2 separate regions of the Sus scrofa genome follow, and region 2 is linked to region 1. A link is a contact called in public HiChIP or PLAC-seq data. All regions are on one chromosome and are shown on one strand. Each heading gives the region's core, a stretch centred on a gene start, on an enhancer-like site or on the middle of the called end of the contact. The rest is flanking DNA. Distances are from core to core; before and after follow the strand shown. Region 1 overlaps CLSTN1 (calsyntenin-1). Region 2 overlaps CTNNBIP1 (beta-catenin-interacting protein 1).

Region 1 (4,389 bases), core at 296-2,795:
GCCACGTCTGAAAGGCCCCACCAGGTTCCCCCGCAACCTCTCCAGCTCTGCTTGCCTCGGGATGGACCAAACCTTTCCCCCTCTCTCTCCACTCTTCATTTCCCTCGGATCACCTAAGTACTCAAAAGGAACTTTCCAAAAGATTTTTTTCGGAGTTCCCTGGTAGGATAGTGGGTTAAGGATTCGGCACTGTCACTGCAGCAGCTCGGGTCACAGCTGTAGCTTGGCTTTGATCCCAGACTGGGGAACTTCCATGTGCCACAAGCACAGCCAAAAAAAAAAAAAAAAGATGTTTTTAAAAAGCAAAACATAAAAATATAACAAGGAACGAACCCAGCAAAGTATAGACCTGACTTCCCGATGTCCAGCTGCACCAGAGTTCTCGGCTGAGAGTGTCTGGCCCTCATTGCCCCCTCTGTCCCCTGGCTGCCGGCTGGCTTGGCATTCTTTCTGTCTTCTTCCAAATCTGAGTTTGGTCACAAACTCTTCCCCAGATGAGAGGGGTGTCTCCAAGGCTCAGGCGTGGTCCTGTCCTCGTACCGCACCCCTAGGGAGGTCACCAGCAACCCCTCCAACACTTGAGGGTCCCTCAGGCAAAAGGGACTTCATTGAAGAGCCACCGGGAACTCCCAGAATTGACTGCAGGCCAGAGAAAGGGACTTGGAGACGGTGAGAAACCAAGGCAGCTCGAGAGACCAGCAAGGGAGGAGCCACCGGAGTCCCCGGGCAAAAGGGCCTGGACAGAAGGCATGCGACCACAGCTGGTATCAGCACCTCTGTCCACATTCCAGGAGGGAGCATCTGGTCAGCCTGGCGCGGGTGGTGCGTGCGCTCCGCTGGAGACCCACCAATATGGACCCAGTGGGATAGAGGCCAGGGGCTGTTAGGCGACCGTGGCCATCTCCTGAGCAGCAAGCGTCCACGACAAAGGGCCCTGTGGACCCACTTCCTTCTCCCTGACGTGGCACTCCTGCCCACAGAGGGACATCCAGGCTGACCCTTATTTACAGTGACTTCGACTTCCTTGCCCACGGGTCTAGGCTGGTTTCTGGAACAAGTTCATGTGTGGCTCTAATCACAACAGTTTTTTGAGATGCCTTAAATATCCAGCAACAAAAAGCACACACCCTGACAGCCCAGGCATCCCCTCCAAGCCGACGACCGCAATGGCTCGCAAATGTCGGTGTGCCAAGAACTGCTTGAGAAGCTTGCTGAACATGCCGTCTGCCAAGCCCATTCCCAGAAATCCTCACTCAGCAGCTCTGGGGCAGAGCCTAATAGTCTGAGTTTTGAACAAGCCCTGCCAGGTAGCTCTGATGCATTTGGGCTGCGGCCTGCGTTAGAGAAACTGGCCCGTCAGTGGTTTCCAAGCCTCAGGGGCTGGCTGCAGGTGTCTTCAGCTGTACTCCTGGAAGCACAGACGCAAACAGCAAAGAGAGGAACCCAGGAACTGGCACACAATGGATGGGCCCCAGAACCATCTGGACACAGTGCTGGAAAACCATGAGGTGACGTCCCGTCCATTCAGCCTGGCAACAGACGAGCCATGCGCGGGAGCCGACTTTGGACCCTCCGGAGCCTCTGCCCTGTTGGCCCTCCTCCTCTCATTGGCATCTCCCATCCTGAGCGGGAACTGGGTGGAGCCTGCCTCGGGCAATCACCTCCTGCCTTCTTCCACCCCCACCACCTGCCACGTTCAGCTGGCCCTGAACTACACAAGTCCTGGTACCCCAGCTGCCTCTGCCAGTGCTGGCTTCGCCTCCCCACCTGGAGGATCAGTGCTTTGAGAACAGGGACCAACGTTTATGTGCTGCATTCTCTGGAAGACCTAGAAAAGCTACGGAATATTTAGCGATTACTGATCTCAAACCTTTCCTGACAGCAAAGGCCTCTAACCTGAGCTCACTCTAGGCAGTCACTGTCAGCAGGACGTTTCTGTCCTGACATCTGATCCTTACTTATTTAAAACTGCTATTCAACTACTGCCTTAGAGGAGGCTGAATCACATGGAATTTCTGACATTCCATTTTTTCAGATATTTTGACATCTTCAATGTACAAAAATGGCAAATTCATGCCGCCTAACCTGATACATCCAACTCATTGCTGCAAACACAACACCCACCCAAGTGCACACGCTGAAAAAGCAAAACTGGGCGGAGATGTGTGGTAGTGAACCTGGTCAGCCATCCTCAGGGCTGTGAGTCCCATAACCTACAAAGAATATGGAGAAAAATAGCACAGATCTGAGTTGTGCCATTAAATACCTAAGGAAATATCAATATCAAAAGGAAGTTCCCGGAGTTCCCGTAGTGGCTCAGTGGTTAGCAAATCCAACTAGGAACCACGAGGTTGCGCGTTTGATCCCTGGTCTCACTTAGAGGGTTAAGGATTCAGCGTTGCCGTGAACTGTGGTGTAGGCCGGCAGCTGGCAGCTACAGCCCCAATTGGACCCCTAGCCTGGGAACCTCCATATGCTGCAGGTGCGGGCCTAGAAAAGACAAAAAAAAAAAAAAAAGTAAGTTCCCGTTCTTGCCCTGAAATTTCTTTGGGATTCTATTCTTATCATATGTGTTTAATCTTATAAAATACTGGGACTCATTCTGGGAAGGCAGGGAAAAGAATGCTTCTGGAACCACCTACTAAAGGGAAGAGCTTCAAAAAAGTGGGGGAGGGGTGGGGGGTGCTGAGCTTGTGATACAGGCAAGACTTCGTTTTCTTAGCTTCGCTCTGAGAAAGCAGCCTGGGCCAGCTCCTGTGCGTCCCACAGAAATGTCTGATGAGTGACAATGCAGAGCACACTTTGGTGACCAGGCTTCCCACAGGACATGGGTATTTATTCGGAGCTCGGATGAGCGATCTCCGGTGGGGGCCCACATGCACGTCCTGGGATGGGCTAAGACGGTGAACCAGGACGCTTACGATGTTGTAAGAACTGCACTGGAGGCAGACTGTCTGGCTTAAAGGCAGCCCTACCGTCTGTGCACTCTGTGATCTTGGGCGAACTCATTTGCTCCTTCTACAAATATTTTTGGAGCAGCGATTGGCCCCAGACGCCAGATTAGGGACTGGGAATTAAGTGGAGAGCAGGGCAGTTAAGCTGCTGAGCCTCCGTTTCCTCATCTGGAAAATGGGGATGTGAGAGCACCTAGCTAGCCCATGTGACAGCTGGAAGGAATCAGATAAAGTGAGCACGCAGAGCCCTGAGAACACCCCCTGCTGCCCTGTGAGAGCGCCACGACTGCCAGATGCCAGCACCACCGCCAGCATCATCGCGGCGCTAAACTAAACTCAATGTCACCACCGAACCAACCTCAGATCAAAACAAGGCTCCAGATCTGGCCTCTGTTTCACTCAAAAATTCTTTAAGAAAAGTGGTGGGAAGATGGCACACTCTGAAGACCATTACAGAAAGATGGAAAAATAGTCTTCATGGAATGTTAGGTAAAAACGTTATTTTTATTTTTTTATCTTTATTTTTATTTTTTTGTCTTTTTGCCATCTCTTGGGCCGCTCCTGCGGCATATGGAGGTTCCCAGGCTAGGGGTCTAATCAGAGCTGTAGCCGCCAGCCTGCGCCAGAGCCACAGCAATGCAGGATCTGTGTCTGCGCCTACACCACAGCTTACGGCAACGCTGGATCCTTAACCCACTGAGCAAGGCCAGGCATCGAACTCGCAACCTCTTGGTTCCTAGTCGGATTTGTTCATCGCTGAGCCATGACGGGAACTCCCAAAAAGGTTATTTTTAAAAGATTCATAACAGTAGCAATAAACACTGTATATGGCGCTTACTATGTACTAGGCATTGTTTTAAGCTCTTCATATTTAGAAACAAGCTGAATTCCCCAAAGTCTATAAGGTATGTGATGTCATTATCCTTATTTTACAAATGATGAATGTGAGGCACAGAGATGTTAAGTAATTTGCTTAAGACCACACAGCCAATAAATTTCAGAGCCAGGATTTAAGCACAAGCTGGTTGGCTCTAGGGTTTGTGTTCCTGATGTATTTGTCTGCTGTGGCCTCACGGGGGCAGTGTTCTGTGTGGTGGCTGGGTGGGTAGCAGGACAGGTACCATGGCAACGGAAAGGGGGTGCGGGGGCAGAGGTACTTCCTTCCCTGCGCTGTGCAGCTACTCATTTTGGTAGGGTGAGGACCAGGCTCCAGGCAAGTGTAGATGAGCATCAGTTCCACCCCTTGGTGTGTAACCAAGGGAACCAAAAACCATCCACACACAGACTCGCACACAAACGTTCACAGCAGCATTAACCACAATCGCCACCACGTGGAAACAGTTCTGATGCCCATTGCTGATGAATGAATACACGAAACGTGGTCCATCCGTATGATGAAATACTATTCAGCAATAAAAAGGAATGAAGGATGGAT
Region 2 (4,219 bases), core at 212-2,711, 79 kb after region 1:
CCAGGGATAGAACCCGCGTCCTCATGGATACTAGTTGGGTTTGTTACCACTGAGCCACGACGCACCTAAAGTTCTTTACGTGTCCGTTCCCGTGTCCGTCCTGCTGGGCCAGCAGCTCGAGGTTGGGGGCTGTCAGATCAACGGCCTGGTATGAGCAGGACTGTGCCATCGCTGGCCTGAGCGGCCCCTGATGCTCTTCTCTGGGAGAGTGGTCTGCCTCTGCCGGGGTGTTGGGAGGTGGGTGCAGAGGTGCGCAAGGGCTTGGAGGCCCCTGCTCTCAGCTCAACAGGACAGGACCCATCACGCCAAGGCGGGTGAAGGCAGCCAGGCGCAGGCCAGAACCAGATGCTGTAAGGAGCGGCCAGCTCTGCTCTTCAGCCCCACCCTCACCTTTTCTTGGGGTTGTTTTTTGTTTGCTTGTTTGTTTCTTTTTTGGCCATGCCCTAGGGATGCGGAGGTTCCCAGGCTAGGGACTAAAACTACACCACAGCACTGAACCGAACTACAGCCGCGACAACACCAGGTCCTTAACCCACTGAACCACTGGGGGAGCTCCTGGATGCTTTTTTCTTTTTCTGTGATGCAGGTTCTCACATACCAAGTCCTTCTGGTTGAGTTTTCAGTTGGATTCAACGTATATGAGATTTTTTTTGGTCCAATGTTACTATCACTAGGTTCCAGGGAATTCTCATGGAAGTGTTGATTAACGTTAAAAATGATTAGCTTCCCATCCCACCGGGTGAATTCTCCCGGGGCCTGACTGTAATTTCAGTCCAGAGCTGGTGATCACCTGGCACCTCTGAGAGAAGCCTCGGAGCCGCACGTGGGCAGAGGGGCTCTCAGAACCCCTGGCAGCCGGTCCCCACACAGAGGGAGCCTCGGAGGTCTCCAAAGGACCCGACAGACCCCTGCTCTGTGCCACAGCTGGACCATGGCCAAATGCGAGACGGCACACACAGCAGAGCCCAGCCCAGCGGGGCTCCTGACATGATGTGGACAGATCCGCAGGCAGTTCTAGAACGAGAAGAGGAAGCCGGGCCGACCCGGGTGGGCACAGAGGGTGGCATGGAGGCAGTGAAAGGGCAGGGGCCAGAGGCATGGGCGAGCATTCCAGGAAGAAGGCCAGCTCGTGCCAGCACCCCGACCCACAGGCCGCTGAGAGGGTCAAGCAGGGTGATGAGCAGAGGGGGGAGCCTGCTGGGTCTCTGGAAGTGTCTGCAACGGGTGGCCTTCCCCTTGGCCGCTGGCTCCATGCTGGGTTGCCCAAGACCACAGCTATTTTAACAAGGTCTGTGGTGTAACCCTGAGACCAAATGACCTATTTTAGGCTCTCTGGCAGCAGCAGAGCCTGAGCCGGCAGCCTTGGCTTCCGAGGGGGAAAGCCGGCAGAGCCCTGGGACCGCCCAGCTGGCTCAGGCCGGGGACCTTCCCTGGAAAGTCTCGCCAAGCAAGAGTGTGATCAGAGGCTGGAACAGGCCTGAGGAGCCCCCGTGCCAGCACTGCCGCTCCAGGGCCAAGAAGCAGGGAAGAGAAAGGACGAGGGCTTCCTTAATGAAATGGGCCACGTCTAGACGGGGTCCCTTGCGCCCCGGGATGGCTGGCCCAGGGTCTATACCAGTCACAGCATGAGGGTGGCATTTCCACGGGAGACCGGCCACACAGAGGCCTTTGCCAAGGGCACTGGGGACCTGGAACTGGCCCTTGCAGGGCGTCTGTCCTCTGTGCGGAGCTGGGGCAGGGAGAGACCGGAGCTCAAAGGCGACTAGCACGTTCAAAGGCGCCTGGAGGTGAAGACCCAGAATAACAAGGCAGCAGAAAACCCTTCCAGTGTTTCGTGCCCTCCTGGCACGCTGTGCCGATTGCCTATGTGACGCCTGCTCCTCAGCTAGAACGCTGTTCTGCTTAGAAACGCACATGGCCCGTAAGCCTCTCCTGGACGTTCTCTGCTGGCCACACCCTGGACCTGCATGACCTGTTCCATGGCCTTGAACCTGTCACTGCCCGGGCCAGTTTTCTACTCGTGAAAGTGGGCCTGGGACAGCTCCTGCCTGATTCCCTGGGCTAATGTTATGTGCCACTTGACATGGAACCTGGAAGAAACTCAGTCAATGTTTGCTGTTATAATTAACAGCAAACATGAGAAACCAATGTCCAACAGTAAAAAGCGGATAAAAAAAAAAAAAATGAGGGCACACTGGAGTTCTCTTGTGGCACAGAGGGCTGGGGACTTGGCATTGGCACTGCAGCGGCTCAGGCCCAGATTCAGTCTCTGCCCTCATATGTCACAGGAGCAGCCATAGCATTTTTTTTTTTAAAAGGATATTAAAATGTTACACTGTATGGTCTCAACTTTATAATAGAAATACGTAAGTATTCAAGGGCTGCTGGGAAATTAACAGAAGATAGGAGTTTCTGTCGTGGCTCATTGGTTAACGAAACTGACTACCATCCATGAGGACGCAGGTTTGATCCCTGGCCTCGCTCAGTGGCTTAAGGATCCGGCATTGCCACGAGCTGTGTGAGGTGTAGGTTGCAGACGCAGCTCAGATCCCGTGTTGCTGTGACTGTGGTGTAGGCCAGCGGCTACAGCTCCGATTGGACCCCTAGCCTGGGAACCTTCATATACTGTGGGTGTGGCCCTAAAAAGACAAAAAAAAAAAAAAAAAAAGAAAGAAAAGCAATTAACACAAGGTAACAGTTACTCCAACTATGAGATAGGAATCTCTAAGCTCTTCTGCTGTTTCTAATCTTTCCCAATGACTTTCTTCTTCTTCTTCTTCTTCTTTTTTTTTTCTTTTTCTTGTTTTTTGGCTGCATCCACAGCATATGGAATTCCTGGGCCAGGGATTGAATCTGAGCCTCGGCTGAGGCCTGCACCACAGCTGCAGCAACACTGGATCCTTTAACCCACTGCGCCACAGCAGGAACAGCTAATCCTCCCCAGCGACTTTCCACAATGACTATGCATCCTTTTGTAGCCAGGAAAAATGATCGATATATGTCATGGACAGAAGAGCACTGAGGACAAGAAAGGGATGAGCTCAGCATTCTGTTCAGCCTGCTCTCCTCCCTGGAGCCTACAGCTGGGCCTTCTCAGCGAGGCGACCTTTCCAGAGAAGTATTGACTTCCTCTGGTTCAAAGTCAGTCCTGCCAGGCTGTCAGGTCGGCTTGGCCACCCTGGGGACCAGGAGACAGCACTCAGAGAACTGGCTCCACGTTCCTGCCTTTCCGGAGGACTGTGGGCTCCGAGGCCCAGAGCCCCGTCCATTCATTTACCCAAGGCCACGCCAGGGCCGGGGGCCCAGCCCCACAAATACAGAGGGAAGCCACAGTCTTAAGTTCAAGGAGCTCAGGGTGGGTCAGGAGATGGGCCAGGAGATGGTGTGAGGAGTAGCACAGCCGAGGCACACGCGTGTGGAAGAGATCACAGGAGGGTCTGGCCATGCCTGTGGGAGGGGTGTGTGTGTTGGGGGGCAGTCAGGGCTGGGCAGCTGAGAGGCAAATGCAGGGGCAGACAGGCATGGTCACACACCGCCTGCAATAGGAGCTGAAAGCCACTCACTGTGGCTATTTATGGAGCATGAGGTCACAGTGTGGGGGAAGGCAGGGGGTCCTGCTCTTCATTCTAAGGGGGCTGGATTATTATTATTATTTTTTTTTTGCTTTTTTGCTTTTTAGGGCCGCCCGGGTTCCCAGGTTAGGGGCTGAATCAGAACTACAGCTGCCGGCCTCCACCACAGCCACAGCAACACCAGATCCAAGCTGAGTCTGTGACCTACACCACAGCTCACAGCCACACCAGATCCTTAACTCACTGAGCAAGGCCAGAGATAGAACCTGCAGTCTTATGGTTCCTAGTCGAATTCATTTCCTTCATTTCCACTGCGCCATGATGGGAACTCTCAGAGGAGGCTGGGTTTTATCCTTAAGGCAGTAGGGAGCCACTGAAAGATTTTTTGTCCTTTTTTTTTTTTTTTTTTTTTTTTTTTTTTTTTTAGGGCCGCACTTGCAGCATATGTTAGTTCCCAAGCTAGGAGTTGAATCAGAGCTACATACAGCTGCCAGCCCATGTGACATCCACAGAAACACAAGATCTGAGCTGTGTCTGTGCCCTGCACCACAGCTCACAGCAATGCCAGATCCTTAACCCACTGAGTGAGGCCAGGGATCAAATCCGCATCCTCATGGATCCTAGTCTGGTTCGTTACCGCTGAGCCA

What was found. HiChIP or PLAC-seq counts read pairs in DNA pulled down with a chosen protein or histone mark.
Region 2: an H3K27ac HiChIP or PLAC-seq map of skeletal muscle shows a contact between it and region 1. The contact joins two enhancer-like sites. A contact is called at or near these places in 2 of 47 Hi-C or Micro-C datasets (liver and skeletal muscle) and 1 of 2 datasets of contacts at active chromatin or transcription factors (skeletal muscle).

The regions. Positions count from the first base shown.
Region 1 is chr6:70,119,451-70,123,839 of Sscrofa11.1, forward strand. All of the region lies in intron 2 of CLSTN1 (calsyntenin-1), which reads right to left. Among named protein-coding and RNA genes, the nearest start is that of CLSTN1, 44 kb to the right of the region's middle. Within about 2 kb of position 1,546, at least 8 of the 83 cell types and tissues checked have an H3K27ac peak or open chromatin away from gene starts, as enhancers often do. A contact at or near this core is called in skeletal muscle, where this site is marked.
Region 2 is chr6:70,198,235-70,202,453 of Sscrofa11.1, forward strand. The region is part of intron 3 of CTNNBIP1 (beta-catenin-interacting protein 1); the gene reads right to left. Among named protein-coding and RNA genes, the nearest start is that of CLSTN1, 35 kb to the left of the region's middle. Within about 2 kb of position 1,462, at least 14 of the 83 cell types and tissues checked have an H3K27ac peak or open chromatin away from gene starts, as enhancers often do. A contact at or near this core is called in skeletal muscle, where this site is marked.